Linked DNA regions of Mus musculus: all the other regions are linked to region 3. The links are chromatin contacts, called in public promoter capture Hi-C maps. All regions are on one chromosome and are shown on one strand. The core of a region is the stretch at or near the end of the contact, and the rest is flanking DNA. Distances in the headings are between cores, read along the strand shown. Region 1 overlaps Rasgef1b (RasGEF domain family, member 1B). Region 2 has its middle 13 kb from the start of Gm35394. Region 3 holds the start of A930011G23Rik (RIKEN cDNA A930011G23 gene).

Region 1 (2,700 bases), core at 104-2,603, 490 kb before region 3:
ACCCAAATCAAGCAACTGTTATGTGTGGAGCCAATTCCTAAATTCTGGATAAAAGCAGCCAAGAAATGGCAGCTATCCTGAAGCCCTGGCCAGTGAAGGCAGGCATGTCCTCCATGTACATGCGTTCAGTGTACTCCCCAGTAAATCCTGTTTACCTACTAATGAGCCAGCTGACCTCTCCATGCTGTTAACACAAGCGTATCAACATCAATGAGAAGTTGGGGTCAGAGGATGTCTGTCCCTTTCCTCCATTTCCCCCAATTCCTGAAGCTGTGACCTTGTGGATAAAGACCAGATCTCAGTAAACAAATGAAAAGAAACACTATGGTTTTTATTTCCATAAGAAAGACCAAAAGCCATCAATTTGGCATTTTCAAATCACTGCATTTTATCTTTAAAATTAATAATAATAATAATAATAATAATAATAATAATAAAGTCTAGAAGTATAGCTCAGCAGTTAAGAGCACCGACTGCTCCTTCAGAGGTCCTGACTTCAATTCCCAGCAACCACATCGTGGTTCACAACCATCTGTATGGAATCTGAGGCCCTCTTCTGGTGTGTCTGAAGAGAGCAACAGTGTACTCACAGACATAAAATAACTAAAATAGATCTTTAAATATAATAATAATAACCATGTATTTCTTTTATGGGAAGAAACAAGTTTAGAAGCAATTTCTAGTTCCTATCTCTGAGAAGCAACAGAGAAGAGATCGGCCGGCAGCATGGATAGCTCCGTATAATTGAACCAAACTGAAAAATTGACTGTGACTCAGATCTTAGCTTCAGAGAAGATACAGCCCTGGGATGGCACTCATCCTTTGACCAGTTTGTCATAAGCCAAAGCCACTGAGCCAACCTAGGCCCTGCCGAGCAGCCAGCAGCTGCCATCCCTAACAGAACGCTCCCGGCAAACTGCACTGTTGGACATTCACCTTTGTGGGTGTCCATCTGCATCGGTTCATTCTCAGCAGGAAGAACCTAAGACAGGCAAACGGATCAGAAGAGCCACAGCCAGCGGGGCGTTCCTCACGGCGCCAGGAAAGAAGCTTGAAAGCATTAAGTCTTGGGTTAAAACCATATGAGAGAGCTAAGTGCTCAGAAGAGCTGGTTTTGCCTCCTGTCATGGATCTTAGGATAGGAGAATGGCAGTAAGACACAGTGACACGGGTCAGGTCAGGTGTCTTGAGGTGTTATCTCTGCAGCACAGAGCTGAGGGAACCACTTCTCCAGAGAGCTGACACGGAGGCCCAGTGCATCTCTCCACAAATGGGACATCGCTCACTCACTGCCAGGTGCCTCTTTCTAGGTGACAGCGTTACATCCGTGCCAAACTTGTTCCCAGAAACTTATCAGCCACACGGAAACTACAAAGCTATCCCTTGCCCAACAAGCTTTAACACACAAAGTTAGCCCTCCGGGCCTGCTTCAAATAACCTCGACTCTATTGAAGCCGGTTAGCACCTGCCTATCAAAGGCTCAGCTGAGGTAAGTGATATTTATGAAGCATGACCTAAGAGACTTTGAATCTCCACTTATTCTGGGTCCTACCCTTGAAGCAACTTCCGGCACCAGAATCCTTGGATTGTCTCCTGCAGGCCACCCCCAGCCCCAGGAGTCACCTTTGCTAATTATACAACAGTGCACCCTCTCTCTTTTATCAAGAAGAGTTCACGGTGAACACTGTAAAAGGCATGTTAAGCCTCCGACACGAAATCCCTCCACGGAACGCTTTGCTTACTGTTTCTCCTGTACATCATCACACTTATGTCTGTCTGGCAAATGTTCTACTGGCCCCAAATTTCTAAGTTTTTCACTTAATGCCTAGAATAATTAGTATGTTTCTTTCTCTCCCCCTGACTATCTGTAAACAGCTGTATTTCCCTTTGATTCCGTATTTACAAGCCACAGCCATCCTTGCCAGCTACACTCATACTAAACACTAGCATAAGTGCTTTCCCCTCCACGGCCTGGGACTGTCTATTTCTAATTAAGAGTTATTAACACGCTATTTAGCTGTATCTACCTTAAGTGTGGGCAGACACAGAGATTAATATGTGAGCTGGGTCAAACCTTTGCAGAAGACAGACTGAGGTGCAATGAAATCAAACCACACCTGACATCCTGAGTTAGCACCAACACTGCCCTCAAGTAACCCCATAGAACTGTAGGTCACACTCATGTGAAGTGGACTGGGGTAGTTATTCCCCACCCAACCTGCCAAAAGGCCAAGGTAGGCTATGTAGAGGGCTGTCCAAAGTCAACACACACACACACACACACACACACACACAAAAACCACTGCCAAGTTCTGTGGCAATCCAACCCAGGTCCCTCCTAGGCTTCATCTGGAAGTGCCAATGGCTTTCGGTGACCAACCTCCTCGCCACTGGCCATCCTGTGCGCCAGGTCCTTGAGGTTCCTCATCATTCTCTCGTCCCGGAAGTCATACGGAAATGTTTCTGTCCACTCTGTCAAGAGCTGAAGGATTTTAGGTGCAATTTTTCTCATCTGGTTCTAGGGAGAAAAGGAAATCTGCGTCAGAGATATCCATCACTGTGGTCCTCGATAAATAAACAACCAAGTAACTGGTGTGGCTGGCTGACGTCTAGTGCTGCAAACTCTCTGGAGTGGAAGAGGCATCAAGTGCAGTCAACCAAGGTGGGACTGAGGGTCCTCTGTGACTTTTATTCTATCCT
Region 2 (2,700 bases), core at 76-2,575, 450 kb before region 3:
CTGATTTAAGAGGGTCTATATGCCATCTAAAGGAATATAAAAGAGTCTATATACCTTGTAAATGTAGCTGTGAGTTTGAGACTTATGGATATGGTATGGACTCAGTATTAGCTGCTTTTAAAAAAGAATCCCACATCCATATGTATATGTGAAATTTTCATTTCACACAAAATGACTCAATATAGTTGTTAAGTACACAGAGCTTAGAAGCACATCTGTAGATTGCCCATATGATCTGATGATCTGAGGGATGCAGCGTGTAACTTCTAGAAGATGAACATTAAATGATTACTCTCTGTACAGTAAAATATTTGGGTTTGGATATAATTTTTCAGATAATTCCATTCAGTGCAAAGAAACCAACATACATAATAAGTCCCTTCTTGCATATTTCTGTTTCCAGAAGTCAACAATTACCCTGATGAGCTGTGATGGAGTTTGCTGTTTCTTATTCTTGGAAGTCAGCTGACTGCTCCAAAGCACACATAGAGAAGGATGAGTTCTACTGTGCTGACTGAGACAGTAGAGACAAGGTATGTACCTACAAGATACAATGTTCTACTGTGCTGACTGAGACAAGGTATGTACTTACAAGATACAATGCTCCCCACACTTGCCTACAAAATACAGTACCCCCAACACTTTTCAGGACTGCACTGAAAAGTGAGGACGTTAACCAGAATATGGACATTAGTCCACAAAGTTATTGCCTTCAAATAATTTTAAAAGAGCAGAAAGAACTTAGAAGAAATCGCTTTGTTTTGGGGAAATTTTCATAGGCTCCAGATAAGCTTCCCAGTCACAAAATATGCTTCAGAGAAGAGCGGGTTGGGGGCCATCAGCGGCTGAAAGCATTAAGTCACCAGTCTTTAAATTAACTTGTCCTAGTCCCTATCTGAGCCAACAACGGGAGGTGGGGTGGGAGGGAGAGAACTCTTCCTTTGATATCAAAAGTCAAACAAATGTTAAATTTTATTTTTGAATGACAGACTCCCACATTAACTCCTACCCCAAAACTAGCAACTATAAATTTAGTCCATTTGTGAAACCCAAGGTTTTTCTGGAGTGTGAGACAATTCAGATCTCTGTGCCTTGCTCATCACAGAAGCTGTCTCCTGTACTGTGACATCCATCTTGATGGGAAATAGATATGTTAAGAAAGGGGTAAGTCATTTAGAATCAGATGATTCTGGGGGTCCCCAATGATATAAATAGGCTTGTTCAGAATCGACCAAAGGGAGTCAAGTTACTGATATCACGTCCCACCACATCTGTGTGTCCTACAGTCATACCTCATCAAATAGTTGCTCAATACATAGCTGTTCTCACAGTATTGTGCAAGTATTGGCTCTGAGGTCAGACCCACTTGAGAGGCTGGCAGCCTTGGTGGCGTGCTGTACAAGTTTCTATGGTTTTATTCTACTTATTCCTCTAAGCTTCCAGTTCTAAAGAATGAAGGAACTCCATCAAGTGAATGAATATTAAAAGATGCCTAAATTCCCATCCACCCTAGACACTACTGCTCAAAATACTATGTCAAGAAACATCAATGAGGACCTACAGAAAGAGACAAAAACAATTACTCTACCAAAATGATGGATGTTTCAGGGACTGGCCAAACAAACAAACAAACCTCTTCTATTACCAAGAAAAGTTGTTCAATGGAAGTCGTAAAACGTAGAGCCTGAGAGATGCACAACCCAGGATATATTGGTGAAGTATGCTAAGCTCTTTGAGGAGCAGATTCTAAAACAAAACTGTCCTTCTGGGAGTGAAAACTCATCTCCAATGACTTTTCTTACTCATCACTCTCTTCCTTCCCCATGACCTCACGACTCCTAACCCCAAACACTACAGTGGCCCCAGATGGTAAATAAATATATCTCATCTTGCAGATCTTATTATTTTAAAGGTGAATATATTTCAGTCATAAAACTTGGAATGTCTTCATTTGAGATAATAGATTGGCCAAATTTAAGAACGCATAAACCTGTAAGCAGAACTTTCGTAACCAAGTCCCCTGAGATCATAGTGTTCCCAGGGTATTACGTCATCTCCACTGGGTCAACACTACAGTTGACTTGAGTGGCAGAAGTCCAAAGCACACAGCTATGCTGGTTTGTGTATTTTATGATGCTGAAGGTGTGACTTCTCTTGAAGATAGCACCCTAGAATGGAACTTCCAAGGGTGTTTATTTAGTCGTGTGTTCATTTGTTCGTTCGTTCATTCTTTCGTTTACTATGTTACATTCACCTTATTTAAAAGGGTGATAAAGACACCTGTTTGGAGAGTTATGGAAGTCTGCTAGGCTGCTTTTGTAGAAGACAAAGAGCATGAACTTTAATTGAGATAATGGTAATATTTCATGGCAGATTACTGCATTCTGTTCAAATCCCTGCTGTTGTTCCAGTTAGAATCAATGGTCTTCTTTCTTACCAGTTCCCTCAAATGTATAGGTTGCTGTAACCTGCTAGGAATATACTAGATTTTCTTAATGAAGATAGATCTATATCACAGCAGTGGGGCAAGTGATACAGCAAACAGCTAATTCTTGCTTCATTAAGTCAAACCAAGTAATTCTTTTTAAATGAAGAAGCTCGCCCTGCTTTCCGGTAAATATTTGTTATCGAAGCAGCAGTGAGAACTATGCTATGTAAATCTTAACCCTCTTTAGGGGTCCTGGGGGGCATTTCTACTAG
Region 3 (2,884 bases), core at 103-2,602:
GCAATGGTGAAGGGCGTCCAAGAGGCAGCTGAGGAAGGCTCTAAGAGTTTAGGTCCTAAACAATTCCTTGCTGAAGGAACCCACTGCATGACTGAGAGAAGAAACCCATGTCTATATCTCTGCCAGCCTGGAAACTGCCGACTGAAGGCCAAGGCAGCTCAGGGAAACCTCAGACTGCCAGGATGGTTATGAGACAGTGGTGGTGGCAAGGCTAGTTGACATGGCCAGAGTCAGCCCTCTGGTCCTGACCTGCTTGTCAGGTAGTCTGTAGGAGAGGGCGGGGGATTGAGGGGGGCGAGGTAAGAGACAGTGGGTACTCTGTTCTGACTGTAGAGTGTGAAGGGTCATACAACCCAGAACTGTCCGTACTGAGTGGCCCATATGGGTCTCATATTAAACGCTGATGCTGCCATTTCCCCAGAGGATCAGCCAGCCAGTCAGCCAGCTGCTAGCAAAGCCGCTTGCAGCAGGGTCGCTGCTACCTCGGGGAGGTGTGAGCAATTAGGTGTGCCTGCCTTCAGAAGGCGCGATGTGGTTAGTCTCACCTCACACCCCTCCCCTTCCCCGGCGTACCTCCCACCAGAAGAAACGAGTTAACTTATACGGAGTTTATCGCCTCGCTGGAGGTTGGGGGAAGGGAGTGGTTAGAGCAAGCACGACAGTGGGAACCTTGTTGACTGACAGATTGTTTCTGCTAATCATTTAGGCTAGCCATGGTAGACAGCGGAAGGATGAGCAGGCAACAGCTCATCTTCAAATGTGCCTGGCTTGTTAGGCAAGGGATAACTCGCAAAACTCGCGATTCACAAACATGTTCACCTATCAACTAGGAAAGAGAAAAAAAAAAAACAAAACACGCAACGCGGTCTGGGGAGACCAGAATTCAAGCCCGGCGGCTTCCATCTCCCCTTCCCCGGCCCCGCCCCAGAAGTCCTCCAGGTGAGGCGCACTTGCCAAGTGGTGGGGACCCTAGGGGCGGGTCAGGACTGTTAGCTGTCGCCCACAGCCACCTCTGCAGGACACACCCTCTACCTACCTCCAGCACGGGAGAGGCGCCCTTGCTCGGCAGCGTGCAGCCCAGGAGCGCCGCGAGAAACTTTGCCATATACGAGCAGGGAGGCAGGGTCCCCCTCGCGCTCGCCGCCTCTGTCCTCGACCCGTGCCAGAGCTGGGGTGGGCAGGGCGGACCCAAGCTCGTGGACCCGGGTGGGGGCGGGGATCCGCCCGCCAAGGTCGTCCCGTCGGGGGTCTCTGGGCCTGCAGGGAGCTCGTCGCTGCCACTCGGGAGGTGCCCGGGTGAGAGGAGCAGACAGCCGCGGGCGCCCCTGCCTCCGCGCTGCGGGAGCCCGGGCTGCGTTAGCCTCACCAGCTGAATGTCACTAGCGCCGTAGTAAAGGGAAGGGCCCCGCCGAGGGGGTGTCGGGAGGGCCAACGGCGCACGACCTGCGGCGGCGCTGGGGCAAGGGCGGCGGGGAGCTCAGAGCAGCGACAGCCCAGCCCGCCCAAGGGTAGAGTGCAGGCGACGCCTCAAGTGAGAGCCTAAGCCGGCGACCGGGGGGGGGGGTGGGGGGGGGTGGGGGGGAGGCGGGGGGGGCACGCTGAGAGCTAGCGGCCAAGGCGGGAGGGGCTGTTCACCCAGGTGACCCACTTCCCTAGTTTCTGCCCGATTTGCGACAATGCAGGTGGGAGAGGAGGGAGCCCAGGTCCACAGACATTTGGCGAGTTACCACGACAGAACTCGAGCTACCCGCAAGGGCTCCCCAATGGCACGTGCCAGCCCCACCCTTCCAGTAGGAAAGGAGGTGGTTCCAAACCCAGGATTAAGAACCCTGCTCCTGCCACACGTGAGCCCCTGACACTGGGTGGGATCTGCACCAGTAAACACTAAAGAGGAGGAGAGGGCGATCGCTCTCTCCTTGGCCTGCCTCCCAGCCAGGACGGCCCAGGATGGGCAAGGCTGGAACCTGAACACTGCGACACACACGCAGATGCGGCCTGTTGTGCGGTCCAAGAACTGGACCTGGCAGAATTCTCTTTGACTCAAGACACGGGGCCAGCATTGCACTCGGTCTAGTTTTACTGCTCACAGCTGTGGCTCTCACTTAGTGTACTATGGGTGGTCTCTGAAGCTTGTTTAAAATGAGAAGTCCTGAGCTGCAATAAGTGCGGGGATACTTCAGCATCTGCTCCATCATTAGTTACTCCCAGACTCCTCTGCACGTGGTGTCAGGCTGTGGTTTGGAAAAGAAAAAAAAAAAAAAAAAAAAAAAAAAAAAAAAAAAAACACTGCCCAACTGTGCCAATGTCAGAGGTTCAGAAAGGACAACAGGGGCCCTTGAGTAAAAAAGTTAAGTCCCCTGATTTTATATAAAAGTACTAGACCAGGAAAGTCTTTGGTTCTCAAGCTCTTTTCGGGACCCTGGGGCAACAGTGACCAGACTGTAGATGCTTACTGGCTGGGGTGACTAGAAAATGGACATTTGGGTGCAAAGTGGTGAATATGTGAGGCTAGACTTTTCTGTCAATCCACAACTCTCACTGGCATAACAGAAGTACAAGGATGAATCTTTTAAAATACTGGAATTGGCTTGTTGATCCACCAGCACTTTCAACTATTGAAACCTCTCCAGATTCTCTCCCTCCTGGGAGCTCAGAGAATTTTGAAGACCCATGGTTGAAACTATATTCCGAACTTAAAGAAGCTAATGCCCTTGATTTTCTTAATGAATTAGGTGATTCAGTGCACAAAGCTTTCTACAAGATGGGGAAAAATCGGAAAATGATTTTACTGGCTGGCTGCTCTTAGTATCTGTGGAAAAAATGATGAATGAAAGGAAGGAGTTGTGTGATAAAATCGAAAGTCTCCAGACACAAGCAAACGATC

What was found. Promoter capture Hi-C pulls out the DNA fragments that hold promoters and counts their contacts.
Region 1: a contact with region 3 is called in a promoter capture Hi-C map of liver, with 5 times the contacts expected there. The contact joins the enhancer-like site here to the promoter of A930011G23Rik in region 3. A contact is called at or near these places in 5 of 39 promoter capture datasets (the 3T3-L1 cell line, cranial neural crest, liver and 2 more), 23 of 484 Hi-C or Micro-C datasets (LSK cells, adipose-derived mesenchymal stem cells, bone marrow-derived macrophages and 12 more), 15 of 115 datasets of contacts at active chromatin or transcription factors (SST interneurons, craniofacial prominence, embryonic basal ganglia and 11 more) and 2 of 9 other capture datasets (embryonic stem cells and liver).
Region 2: a promoter capture Hi-C map of liver shows a contact between it and region 3, with 2.6 times the contacts expected there. The contact joins the enhancer-like site here to the promoter of A930011G23Rik in region 3. A contact is called at or near these places in 4 of 39 promoter capture datasets (cranial neural crest, hippocampal neurons and liver) and 4 of 115 datasets of contacts at active chromatin or transcription factors (embryonic basal ganglia, embryonic forebrain, forebrain and 1 more).

The regions. Positions count from the first base shown.
Region 1 is chr5:99,238,443-99,241,142 of GRCm38.p6, forward strand. Rasgef1b (RasGEF domain family, member 1B) reads right to left here. Exons shown (of 14, transcript NM_181318.4): 4 at 2,381-2,518. Among named protein-coding and RNA genes, the nearest start is that of Rasgef1b, 13 kb to the right of the region's middle. Within about 2 kb of position 1,354, at least 13 of the 459 cell types and tissues checked have an H3K27ac peak or open chromatin away from gene starts, as enhancers often do. A contact at or near this core is called in liver, where this site is marked.
Region 2 is chr5:99,282,501-99,285,200 of GRCm38.p6, forward strand. No RefSeq gene overlaps it. Among named protein-coding and RNA genes, the nearest start is that of Gm35394, 13 kb to the left of the region's middle. Within about 2 kb of position 1,326, at least 21 of the 459 cell types and tissues checked have an H3K27ac peak or open chromatin away from gene starts, as enhancers often do. A contact at or near this core is called in liver, where this site is marked.
Region 3 is chr5:99,727,708-99,730,591 of GRCm38.p6, forward strand. It overlaps A930011G23Rik (RIKEN cDNA A930011G23 gene), which reads right to left and starts at 1,353. Exons shown (of 4, transcript NR_030692.1): 1 at 1,037-1,353.